Linked DNA regions of Zea mays: all the other regions are linked to region 1. A link is a contact called in public Hi-C data. All regions are on one chromosome and are shown on one strand. Each heading gives the region's core, a stretch centred on a gene start, on an enhancer-like site or on the middle of the called end of the contact. The rest is flanking DNA. Distances are from core to core; before and after follow the strand shown. Region 1 has its middle 15 kb from the start of LOC542610. Region 2 overlaps LOC100283774 (vacuolar sorting protein 4b). Region 3 holds the start of LOC109944961 (AP2/ERF and B3 domain-containing protein).

The links. A called contact is a pair of places that touch in the nucleus more often than the background predicts.
Region 2: a Hi-C map of ear shows a contact between it and region 1, with 5 times the contacts expected there. The contact joins two enhancer-like sites. A contact is called at or near these places in 4 of 25 Hi-C or Micro-C datasets (ear, endosperm, leaf and 1 more).
Region 3: a contact with region 1 is called in a Hi-C map of leaf, with 3 times the contacts expected there. The contact joins the promoter of LOC109944961 here to the enhancer-like site in region 1. A contact is called at or near these places in 8 of 25 Hi-C or Micro-C datasets (bundle sheath, ear, leaf and 2 more).

What each region holds. Positions count from the first base shown.
Region 1 is chr3:19,687,243-19,691,504 of Zm-B73-REFERENCE-NAM-5.0, forward strand. No RefSeq gene overlaps it. Among protein-coding and RNA genes, the nearest start is that of LOC542610, 15 kb to the right of the region's middle. Within about 2 kb of position 2,014, at least 13 of the 20 cell types and tissues checked have an H3K27ac peak or open chromatin away from gene starts, as enhancers often do. A contact at or near this core is called in ear, endosperm and leaf, where this site is marked.
Region 2 is chr3:19,490,700-19,494,961 of Zm-B73-REFERENCE-NAM-5.0, forward strand. LOC100283774 (vacuolar sorting protein 4b) reads left to right here. Exons shown (of 8, transcript NM_001412581.1): 4 at 9-77; 5 at 453-527; 6 at 604-702; 7 at 808-963; 8 at 1,064-1,533. The coding sequence ends at 1,273. Among protein-coding and RNA genes, the nearest start is that of LOC100283774, 9.5 kb to the left of the region's middle. Within about 2 kb of position 1,997, at least 19 of the 20 cell types and tissues checked have an H3K27ac peak or open chromatin away from gene starts, as enhancers often do. A contact at or near this core is called in ear, endosperm and leaf, where this site is marked.
Region 3 is chr3:19,548,475-19,552,736 of Zm-B73-REFERENCE-NAM-5.0, forward strand. LOC109944961 (AP2/ERF and B3 domain-containing protein) reads right to left here and starts at 2,470. Exons shown (of 1, transcript XM_020550729.3): 1 at 758-2,470. The coding sequence starts at 2,191. The coding sequence ends at 1,055.

The DNA.
Region 1 (4,262 bases), core at 764-3,263:
GCCACCTACAACCAGGAGGACGGGCCTGAGGCGTATAGCAACCGCGCCATCTACAGCCACCTAAGTGAGTACACTGCCATGACACAAGAGGTCCATGGGCCAGATTATGATCCGAGGATCGAGGACATCGACGGAGATGTCCTCATAAGGGTCGGAGGAGGCAAGAGGCATGGGCGGTCCTGGATTGTCGACAGGACAATCGACTCGTCGTCCACTCCTCCCACTCTGTCTTATATGCGAGTAAGGAGCACGAGCGCGAGTCTAGCCATACGACCTCGGCATGATAGCTCACACCATCGGATATAGCAACTCCAAGTTAGTGCTTTTGTAACTCATCATTTCTTAAGTTATATACCTTCTCTTTGAGTTATTATAACATTGGGGTAAAATACTACAGGTCCACCAAGAAGAAGAGAGGAGGGAACGGCAGGAGATGGAGGCGAGGATGAGGGTGGAGCGAGTGGCTCGCTTGGCACATCAGTAGAGGATGACGGAGATGTTCCAGTACATGTAGAGCCTTGGCGCCACACGGTGTTTTGCTCCACCACCTCCATTATTCCCTCTAGCTGACCCTGTTCAGTTCCATACTCCTGTGTGTATCAAAATTCTAGTCCTGCATAATATATATTCATCTGGTATAACACATGCAATCTCTTCTCTATGTAGTGACAATCTGCAGCATCCAACAACCCTCATGGATCGCCTAGCCCATCGTCGAACCAGTCCAGCCGCCCACCTCGTTTATGTTCTTCTAAACTTAGTTGTGAGACATGTTTATACTATATATTGGATGTTTGTGGACTTGTTTATGTGAGTACTTGTTAGTGATGTGAACTATTTTGTGGTACTTGTGACTTTGTGAAGAAACATGTGATCTTTGTGAAGAAACATGTGATCTTTGTGAGTTATGTTGTGTGTTTGATGTATGTGATGATTCTGTGATCTGTGATGTATATGTGATGATTATGTGATATATCTTTTGTTTGTTGGATGGAACAACAAAAACAAATAAAAATGGGTATTCTAGTAACTTTGTCGAGTGTCATGTCCATAACACTCGGCAAAGAAGACACACATGGGAACTAGTAAAGCTTCTTTGCCGAGTGTTGTGGCCGGGACACTCGGCAGAGAAGCAACCTTTGTCGAGTGCCAACAAATGCACTCGGCAAAGGAACTGACAAAGGGGCCCGTTGGTGCTCTCTTTGCAGAGAGCTTGTCCAGTGGGCATTCGGTAAAGGCTCCTCCTAATACACTCGGCGAAGGAACTGACAAAGGATCCACGGGGTGCTTCTTTGCCGAGTGTCAGTACAATAGACAGTCAGCAAAGAGTGAGCCTTTGCCGAGTGTCACGATAGCACTCGGAAAAGTCTTGGTTGCCCTCACTTGTCGTCGTGACGGTGACTTTTCTTTGTCGAGAGACACGTGCCACTCGTCAATACCGAGTGACCGACAAAAAGCACTTAGCAAATAAGTCGTTGCCGATATACAGTGCACCGAGCCCCTTTTTTTCAAGTGTCACTCGGCAAAGTTTTCGCCGAGTGTTTTTCAGGCTTTGCCGAGTGCTTTAAGACACTAGTCAAAGAAATTGTGCAAAGCCTCGTCCTTAGTTTTTATCTCCGTTGTGCGTGAGAGGGGGACGCACTATCATGAGTTGGATCTGAGTTCTTGAGATCAATCCAACAAATTATATTGGACAGATTACGCAGATTAGAGAGTGAAACAAATACACGCCAAATTTACCCGATTAGAGTTGATTTTTGCAGTAAAGGCACGCTGTACGTGATGATGATCCCCTTGGTCGAAGAGTAGCGCCGCCGGTAGAGGAATGACAGTGGCGATACCGCGATAATAACAGAGAAGTGAAGAAGGTGCGGCCAACGACATCGTCGGATCCGATCCTCGAGCTAGCGCTGCTGCTGACAGACATGCCCCCACAGACATACTTGGAGTCTCTGGAAGGACCATGCATCTCTTCTCTGCCACGTATACGCAGGTCCTCTTTGATGAGAGTTAATGAGATGAAGCGCGCGCGCGCCTTGAGGGCCAGGGTAGCTAGCAGGGTGATGCACCGTACGTGCACGGCAGTATTAAGCTGTTCCTGGACCAGAAATTCAATTGGCCGCTACCTCAGATCAGGTAGTAGCTGGGCTATTAGATGTGCCCATATATAGCTCTGGGGCACACGCACGGTCCCAGCCGTTCTAAAGATATACCGCGCGCGAGGCGAGCAGCGGCAGCGCTAGCGACGGACGGAGAAACTAAGGTTGAGACGGCGGATCGTACAGCAAATTAAGTCGCCACAGTGCTCCAGATCTAGCCGATCGAAGTTGTCACTGGTCGATCGATCGATCGATCTGTGCTGCTGCTCGAATGACAAACTCGCACCTAACTAGTTAACGACGAATCGTCGTCGACATGTGCTGTCCAGTCCAACAGAAGAGTTAATAGTAGTCGGCGAAGGACCAGGCCGGCCGGACAGGGATTCCGCCTAGCTCCACCCATCCAGTGCAGCTGCAGCTCACCCCATACACACACTGTTTTAGACGACGGCGACGGCGATGATGGCGGTTCGTTGGCTGCTGCACCGCGTATTTTCTATGGCCACGCGCCGCTTCTTGAGCAGCAGCAACCTCACAGCCACTATTGCGCAACTAGTAAAGGGGTCTGTCTGTTAGCTTTAGCTGCTGCGCCTGGGCAGGCGAGATCGGGCAGCAGCCAGGGCCGAAGCTACACTACATCTACAGCTACTGCTTGCAAATGCATCAAAAAAATGCAGAATCTATAGAATTAACTAGTTAAAATTTAACCATACATGAACAACCCGTAAAATAAATCCTTATGCATCCACGAGTCAAGTGCATCAATCACCCACAGATTTGCTCTAGCTTGGCCGGCCACTGGCAACCATGAATTGAAGGCCCCTGACGCGTCGAGCGCACAGTTATCTGCTGCCGAGAGGTCCCCTGGCGGCGGCTCTGATTGCAGTGCATGCATGCGTCCGCGCGCAAGTCGTCCATAGATCCACATCTCTTGGGAGGGACACGGCCGGGACCGGCCGGCCGGGGAGGTTGGGCTTTCACTGAGAGAGATCGAGACGTACGAAATGTGTTGCAGAGATGCCGAGCGAGCATCCGATGCCAGAGCCGGAGAGCCCAGAGGCTTGGTCGAGACGTCGCGCTCCGGCTCAAGCTCGTCAGCTTCGCGCGCCCGTCGACGTCACCGCGGCGTTTTGTTGCCTTCAGTTCGCAGCCGTGAGTCCGCCGACGCGAGCGGAATCACAGACCGACTGATTGGTTAGACGCCGAGCGGCGCCTGGCTCTGGCGAGCCTGGGCAGCGAGAAACGGAACGTCCGAGCGTATCCGTGTATGCAACAAGGGAATATGTTTGCAACAAGGGAATATATTTTTGGTCTACGTTGCATCTGCGGGTGCAGCTTCAACCTCGTTCTACACAGTTAACCAAACAGTGGCTGCTTCTTAGTCAACGCATGTGCTCGGTGGGCCGCCGACGCCGCTGCACGTGGCCGGGCTTATGAGTCCCCAGGCCGGCCGGCTTATGCCTTGTCATAAAACACTACACAAAATCCGAGGGTCCTAATTACTTCTGACGGCTGTCTTTAAAGACCATCAAAAGTAATGTAATTTTCGACGAACTGCCTCGACCATCAGAAATGATATAATTTTCGACAACTGTCAGAGAGGGTAATTACAACTTTCTTTTTTACCTGAAGATGTATTATATAAATATATGCGTGAAGGATAGAATCAAACGGTCAGAGAGGGTAAATAGGAGCAGCCAATAAACATCTTTGCTCACGGACAATCTTGACTCACTTCCCAAAGCTTCACCTAAACCTCTAAAACACTAAAAGTCGAAAAAAATTCTCGCAAATCAACAAGTGGCTGGATATCTTTAGTGATGACCGACGAGCACAACAAAACACCCAAAATGGCCAGAAACGAGTATGCAGGGAAAAACTCTCCAAAATCGAAAATTTAAGCTTGTTCCTTCAAATGAAGATGAAGAAGATGCTTAAACCAGGTTCACCACTACCAATTAGTGATTGAATGCATTTTAGCCGTTGTTGAGGTCGTGCTAAAGAAATTGGCTTAGGAGGTTATTTCCATAGAGACCCTGCTTGACATCAACATCTTTATCGAGGATGTCACTTATCGGTTGTGTGTCATTGAGTAGTGGTGTTTAGGGTCAAGCTCCACATGCATGTAGAAGAAGAGGGTGACAGGAGCATCTCTAGGAACAC
Region 2 (4,262 bases), core at 747-3,246, 200 kb before region 1:
ATTCCCAGGGTGTTGGTCACAATGATGATAAAGTTCTTGTTCTTGCTGCCACGAATACGCCATATGCTCTGGACCAGGTTACAAAAAACTTGCCGAATATTCCGTCCTGAAGATGATGCAACTAGCTAGGGTATCTGTGCAAGTCAAATTAGCCCAAGTTTGACCAAATTTATAGTGATTACTATTAAAATTTACGTCTTCAACTATGTTTACTATGAAAATATATTCCAGAATTAATGATTTAGTGGTACTTATTTTGTATCATAAATGTTAATACTTTTTGTCTAACTTTGGTTAAGCTTCAAACCGTTTGACTCGAAAAGTGAGAATTGCATTCTTTTTGGGATAGAGGGAGTACAGTTTTGCACCGAATACAACTTCGCCAAAAAAAAGTAACGTCCCCATTATCTTGTGAAACACTGTTTGGTTCTTTGACTGATTCATTGTTGCAGGCTGTGCGGCGAAGATTTGACAAGCGTATCTACATTCCGCTACCTGACTTGAAAGCAAGGCAACACATGTTTAAGGTTAACATAACTAAGTTTGTCCTGTTCCATGGTTTACAATCCATTGGCTAACATTTGGAACCATCAATTCATACAGGTCCATCTCGGGGATACACCACACAGTTTAACTGAAAGTGATTTCGAGAGCTTGGCCCGTCGGACAGACGGGTTTTCTGGTTCTGACGTTGCTGTCTGTGTAAGTAATTTCTGAACTTGTGCATCTGTCATCACTATGCTTCACTGCTCAGTCTCACATTGTACTAAGCAATGAAATCTGATACATTTTTTTTCCCTCGACCAGGTTAAGGACGTGTTATTTGAACCCGTGCGCAAAACGCAGGACGCCATGTTCTTCTTCAAGGCGGACGGTGACATGTGGATGCCATGTGGACCGAAGCAACCGGGCGCCGTGCAGACCACCATGCAGGAGCTTGCATCCAAAGGCCTCGCTGCGAAGGTAACACACAACACACAAGATGGCCCATTCTTCCATTGCAGTGTTAAGAGAGAGAGAGAGAGAGAGGGCTTCCCGGTCGAACTGCTCTAAGGCAACAAAGGTGTCCTGTTTTGAACGTAGATTCTTCCGCCCCCTATTTCGAGGGCGGACTTCGAGAAGGTCCTGTCGAGGCAGAGGCCGACGGTTAGCAAGAAGGACCTGGAGGTGCACGAGAGGTTCACGAAGGAGTTCGGCGAGGAGGGCTGACAGACGCGCGCACCCACCCATGCACGGGCGGCTGCACCACACAAATGTATATTGCATCTTATGACTTGGATTGTTCTGCTTCGAAGTGGAAGTTGCGTTACATTACAATTTGGTGTCCCAACTACGGCTAATCATGCCAGCTGGTTTCTCGTGTTGGGCTACCAATGGGCCTCTGTTGTCAGCCTATTTCATTTTTATTGTTGCACATGGAATTTTTCCACGGGTGTATTATTATGGAATAATAATTGTTAGCGTGGTGGAGTCCTTGTGGTTGCAGACTGTATGTATAGCTATTTCACTAACGTTCCTTGGTTTTTACGCCCAGTTTCTTTTTTTTTCCGATTTTACTTGCAGGGCCATTTTATTAGAGAGGGTATATTCTGGAGGTGATCTAATTCTCTCGGGCGTTCTATTTGAGGTATTTACCTCCGCTAGAATCTGCACATCTCAGTAATGGTTCAAATTTTTTACGGTTTCCATATTATATCTACCACAAACTTCAGCAGTTCTGAATGATCTGCACGTTCTGTATTTTTGATTAGTTGCTTAGTATAGTAACTACTCAGTATAGCCATCATCTATTTACTTAGTATATTAACTACTCATGGTTACCAGCTAGAAAAAGCGAGCAATGCAGGTAGGTTGCTGTGGTGGTAATAATAGCGACGTCTGGGTGTTGGTTCCTGACTGGTTTGGCTGGATTCATCGGTGCACGTGATGGTGCTGCAGTTGCAGTACACAGATGAGATTGGGCTCTGGCTCAGCTATGCACGCGTCGTGTGTCAGCTAGAAAACGACGGGACTCATCGATCGATCGTCCATCCATGTCCACCATGGGTGTTACTGACATGTACTCTCCGACTCCGTTGCACAACGAACTGATGATCGAAAGGAGAAGAACTGATGATCGAAAGGAGAAGACGTATACTACTACTCGTACGGTCTACACTAGACAGAAGCGTACGTGTCCGGCGTCGTCTTGCCTGCTCAAGTTTCTTTGGACGGACATGCATGCATTTTGTCAGACCAACTGTGCGTAGATAAGGTTAGGTCATCCTTATCATCTCTCTCTCACACCAAGTTCATGCCGTCTGCCGGCGCGCGCTTTAATCGTGCCTAATGCATGCCTACGAGTATAAATACTATATACCGAGTATTATGTATACAAAGAACTACTGTAACTTTAATTGTAGCTATCTCCTCTCCTCGCCTCAATAAATAAAAAGCAGAGGATGCATGCATGCGTGCGTGCGTTGCAGAGAGGGAAATGAAACAGGAGGCAGCATATAAATGCATCAGCACAGCCACGTCCACGCATATGCAATTAGGCACGCGCGGAATATTACATAATTTTTTTTATTTGGAGCTATTAATCGATCGTATGCATGCATCTTTCGAAGCCCCAGTTTGGCAGCACGTACGGTGTGGGGGTGGTTTTATATAAAACCTGACAAGTGGCGAAGTCGGGACTCGGGAGTCAGCTCCTCCTGGAAGACGTGTATACTTAAACACTCTCTTTCGCCGTCGTGCGGATTTCGTAAACGTGTCAAAATTAGGCTTCAGCCGCCAAGCTAGCAGCAAATGTCATCCTCCACTAATATTATTACTAGTGTATAAATAAACTACTCATCAGATCACAAAACTCACCCCCACACGCAGATAGAGACGTATGCATGCATGGGCACACAATATTTGAGTATTGGCTGGTATGGTATCCATACCGTACATGCGTCGATGGGGACCCAATCAATGGTAGTACCGAGACCGTAGTAGTAGTCGGCCATCGACGACGACGACGAGGACGGCAGAAATGACATGCATGCTGCCCTGCACAACACCATGAATCAGACAGGTCCTTTGAACCTTGCAAAGCAACAACTCTACCACACTCCTCCAGCTGCCATGCACGTCAGACGAAAGGAAACCCAAAAAAAAAACATGTTGCGCAAGTGGCATCTATATCATGCGTTATTTGAACCAATGCAATGCATATGCACACGCACGCAGCTTTAACAATTATCAAGAGGCGCATACAGACAGACAGACAGACACAGGGAGCGGCAGCAGCAGCAGCCAGCAGCTAGGGGAGGGGAGGGGGACAGAGCTATAGCTAGCTGGCTCAGGCTACGCTGCCCAGCAGTCCACTCCACTCTCGTTTGCAACAGCAACAGCGACTGCAAGTGCAAACCGCAGGCCGGGAGCCGGAGCCAGGGAAGAGGAAACCTGGGCAGGCCGGGCGGCATTGGCCCCGGCTAGCTAGCTGCAAGCTGCCGCCTCTCTCTGGTCGGAAACCGTGTGCCCAGCAGGCAGCAGCCTCGTGCGTGAGTGTCCTGGCGGGCGGCTCTTGGTCTTGGATGGAAAGCTGCAGGTCTAGCTAGCTAGCTAGCTTCTGCTTTCTTTTCTCCCCCTTCCCTCTTGGCCCTCTTGGATGGAAAAGGCACACGCACAAGTTGCTGCTGCCTGCCTGCCTGCATCAACACAACCACGGCCACCACCACCAGCCACAGACTACGTACGTGCAGTGGTTATCCTCCATTGCCTTTGAATCTCATGAGCCGTGCACATGCATCTCTGGTTACTTACTTACCTATAGTCCAAGTCAAGTCTCCGATCCATTAATTGACAATCAACCGTGTTGAATCGCCGAGTGATTAAGCTAACCTAAGCACCCTTTCTAACACTGTACGTATGCAAGTTTATTTTACTGATGATTTAGAGACTGAAAGTTTGAAAATGCCTATATATACCGTCGTCGATCCCGAATTTTTTGTATTTTAGCCCTTAAACAGAAGTAAATTCACGTTTAGACCTAAAAAAATTTTAAATGCAGTTTTGGACCCTTAGCTCGGCGCCACAGCCTGTGGCGCCGAGCTGTGACGTGGCCGCAACGGCTAGCTGCGTCCAGGGCTGACCTGGCGCTGACGTGGCGGCGGCGCGGCCTCGTAGCTCGGCGCCACAGATCTTGGCGCCGAGCTACGAATTCCTATAAAAACGCCCGCGCGGCTGGCCGAGAGCAGCTCATTTCATCCCATTTCCAAACTTCGTAAAAATTT
Region 3 (4,262 bases), core at 1,220-3,719, 140 kb before region 1:
AAATAGATATTGGAGTAAATCTTACTGTACGTTTTTATAGGTGTCCACAAACGCTATATGATCGAAAAGTGCGTGTTTTTGCTCACAGAAATCGGTTTGAAAGATCTAAAAGCCATTGGAAACACGATAGAGTAGCTGACATACGATACAAGAAAATCAAGAAAGTTATGTATGAAGAAAGGAAAATAAACAGCATTTGAGTTATGGACTATAGGCTTTGTAGGAGAAATAGGAATAGCTGATGTGTATACAGTACTCTTCTGAGGTGTACGAGATCTTTTTTTCATTGAGGAAATAAAGGGGTGTACGATCTTACCCAGCTCTCTCTCTACAGTCTAGCTATTACAGAATCAGTACTAATAAGATCCGTCAATCCTTTTGAATGAACGAAACTGCAGCGATCTACTATGAATATAGTCACTGTGAGTGAACGAAGGACGAAACCAATCTATAGCACAGTAATAAGAGGAGATTCAAAAATTGCTATATATGCATGTAGATAGAATGAAACTGATCTGAATCCTCAATCACTCTCTAACTGCATCTTCAACTTTGACTTCTTTCAGTATCTAGAAAAACTTGGATTGTCTTTTGATTGATGATATATAACACCCGCAACCTATAGTACAAGTGTGCAACATCTATCGACTAGTTATTCGTGCATGATGTGAACTGTTGCAGCAAAAATAACCAAACTATAGACGGCATGTGTGTTGCCAAATAGGCAAAGGCTGAATCGATCCAACACATGAGAACAAGATGCAAGCACACATGTTTAGTCTCTAGCAGATGCAATCAACTTATTGCTGCACTCGATGGCACAAACTTGCATGAGATCTTAATTATAGGAACTACTACATAGTATCGTCTAGCAACTCAAGATTGCCTAATGATGTACATACAACTAGTTTAACTTGCAGTCTTACTTAAACTTAAGTTTTTGCAAAGACGAGCCGAGTAATTGAATTCAAGATCAAGCAGGCGGCCGAGACGACATGAAGATCGAAGAAAGAGGAGGAAGGACTAGAGTACTATGTGTATACTAGCATCGCTGCTATAACAAGAAGGCACCTAGGGCAGGAGAGCGGTGATGATGAGCCACGCATTGCTTCTTGAACGACTCCGCCTGCGGCCCATGGTCGAACGAAATCTCCACCGGCCGTGCGCGCTTCTGGTGGTGGCACCCGGCTCCGGCGATGTCGACGCCGAACAGCCTGACTACACGGGCCTCGCTTGGTTTCTCCGCTGGTGCTGGTGATGGTACCGGTACCCCGTCGGTGGCGGGCGTCGTCGTCTTGGTCTTCTTGCAGTCGATGAAGAGCTGCTTCTCCGAGCCGTACGTGGAGTGGGAGAAGACGATGGTGTCCCCGGCTCGGAGGCCCTTCTCCCTGACGAAGCGGCTCCAGCCCTTGGTGAGCACGTAGCTCTGGCTGCTGTTCCAGTAGGAGTAGCGGAACCGCCACACCTTGCCCTCCCCGTCCTCGAAGTTGAGGAGCACGCCCTTGGCGGTGGTGGGCGCCTGCGCCTCCACCGACGGCGGCGCGCGCTTCAGCGGGAAGTGCTTCTCGGCGTGCTGCTTGGGGACCACGAGGCGGTTGAGCTTGCCGACGTCGCTGGGCGTGACCGCCTTGTCGAACAGCAGCACGCGCGCCCAGGCCGGCGTGGGCTGCGCGCGGCTGCGGCCGCGCCGCAGGCCCTGGCGCAGCTCGTCGGCGTAGGTGTGCTTCCGCAGCATGTCGACGATCTCCGCCTTGGAGTGGGCGGCCAGGAAGGCGAGCTCGGGCGCCGACGCGCCGGCGCCCGGGAAGTTGGTCGCCGCCTCGCGGCCGCGGTAGCGGAGCGCGGCCACGTCGTAGGCGCGCGCCGCGGCCTCCTCGTCGGCGAACGTGCCGAGCCACACCCGGGCGTGGCGCTCGTAGATCTGCGCGCCCCAGCGGCCGTTGGGCTGCGGCACCACGCCCTTGAAGCGCGAGGAGCCCTGCGGCACCGCCGACGGCTGCGACGTGACGGCCTGCTCGTCCGCCGCCGGCGAGACGGCGACGGCGTCTCCGCCGCCGACCGCGCCGCCGCCTGGTGGTGCGGCAGCGGGCGGCGGCTGCGCGGCGGCGGCGGACTCCGTGGTGGCCGTGGACGCGGCGGAAGAGCTGTCCTCCGGCGCCGCCGCCGTGGGGCTCATGCTCTCAATACCCATGATGAGCTACAGCTACGTACAGCTCGCGCTGCTCCCTCTGGAGTGCTATCTTCGCTTTGGTTTCTTGGCGTGTGTGCGTGCTTGCGTACTGCCTGCAGCAGAGCAGCCTCTATCTGATGATGCCGGACTGTGATAGTATTCGCCGCTGCCGCTAGGCGATAGCTAGAAACAGTATGGAATTATTGACGAGACTTTACTGTTCTAGGCTTGCTTGCTTGCTAGGGCTGGGACAAGATGATATACAAGAAGATAGATGATGCAGGCCTGTGAGGGCGTGGTAGTATGGTATGCTGCTGCCGCGCGACGCTCTATATATAGAGAATGACATGTTTCTATTTTGGAACCATGCACATGTTTGCGTATATACCCTGAGGCCTAGCTAGTTTAATTCCAATCCTTTAGCAAAATATATTTCCAGATGTTGAATTTTTTTTCTATTGTACTTTTTTTCTCAACTTGAATGCGGATGTAGACGTGTATGACTCGTGCAATGTACTTGATACCTATACGTCGGCTGCGTGCTATAATCAAGCATCGCGCATGTATAAGAAAACGTTAAAATTAAGTATACCGCGAGAAAAAAAAAAGAAAACAAATAAAACCAGTACTTGGTATATAACTATAACCAAGGGTTTCTATGGAAAGTATGAACATACCTCTTACCTTAATCAGTTGAGCTACAGACTCATTTCCTATCCCTAGTAAAAGGACAAGAGCAAGTTCTCTGAGAGTTTGACATGTTTTTACCATCGAGATTAACCCCATTTAGAGCATGTTTGGATCCTAGGAGCTAATGCAAAAGTGATTACAGTTTAGTTATTTAAGAGCTGAAGATCCAAACATCCAAACAGGTAGAGATAAAAGTGAGTAAATTGATGTTTTTTTTACCATTCTAGTCACTTTTAGTTGTTCCTGTTCAGATCTTTAGCTCCTAAGTGAATAAATTTTAGTCATTTTTATTTTAGCTTGTAGGATCCAAACATGTCCTTAGTTTTTCTCTATTGGTTTGGGTGCCAAAGTATCCTGTCATCATGGTGCATGGGACAACGAATCAACAAAATCAAGTAGTGATGCTAGCTAGATGCCAAACTATATATAACACATGGGCGATCCAATGGTGCATGATGAATTTATAAAAAAAAAACACACATATATGTAGGTCGGTTTTAAATTTGAAACGTAATAATGTCTTGTAGACTTTTTTTTTCTCTCTCTCTATAAAGTACATATATATTCACACTTGTGATTCTAGTTTCTGAAAGGACACGGTATATATATATATATATCCGCTGCTGCAGTTTATTTTGGTTCATATAATAATAAATAGATTCCTGGAAACGCCCACATTATTTTCTTCGTCTGTTTTTAGTTCTCCAGTCATGCTCACACAGCTCTTTTTAGTTTCTGTCCATCGATCTAGGACTTTCAATATCCAACGACGAGTCTTGGCGCGGCATGCTTTCACATTAGTACAAGGTGGCGAGAGAATGCAAAGTGTGCTGACTTTTCTTCGGACCATGTGTAGGCTTCTTTTTTGTGCGGGGGGACTGGCCACCAAATTTGTTTAAGCTAAAGCGCACACATGAGACATGATACATACCCCTTCATCCTAGCTTATAGATCATTCCCACTTTCAAAAAAAAATTTGGAGTCAAAGCATCCCAAGTTTGAATAAATTTATATAATAAAACAATAGTACTTATGATACAAATAAGTACTATGAGATTTTTTATTAATTATATTTTTGTAGTATGCCTATTTAATGTCATAAATCTTTACAGTTTTTCTATGAAATTTGAAATAATTTGACTCTTTAAAAATTTATTAGAATGTCTTATAATTTAAAATAGATGGAGTGCAATAGATATAGTTTTAGTGGAGCGGGGGCACGTACGTGCCCTGCCTCGATTTTTCTAGTTTTAGTGGGCCTTTTACATTATTTACCGTAAAAACAAAAATTTATTAGCTACTAAACCTCTATTTAGGCCCCCACTCTTATTTTGGGCTAGGTCCACCCCTGCGTTGCATACTAGTGATTCAAGGATAAGATCAAGCCTTGCAGTGAATTTGT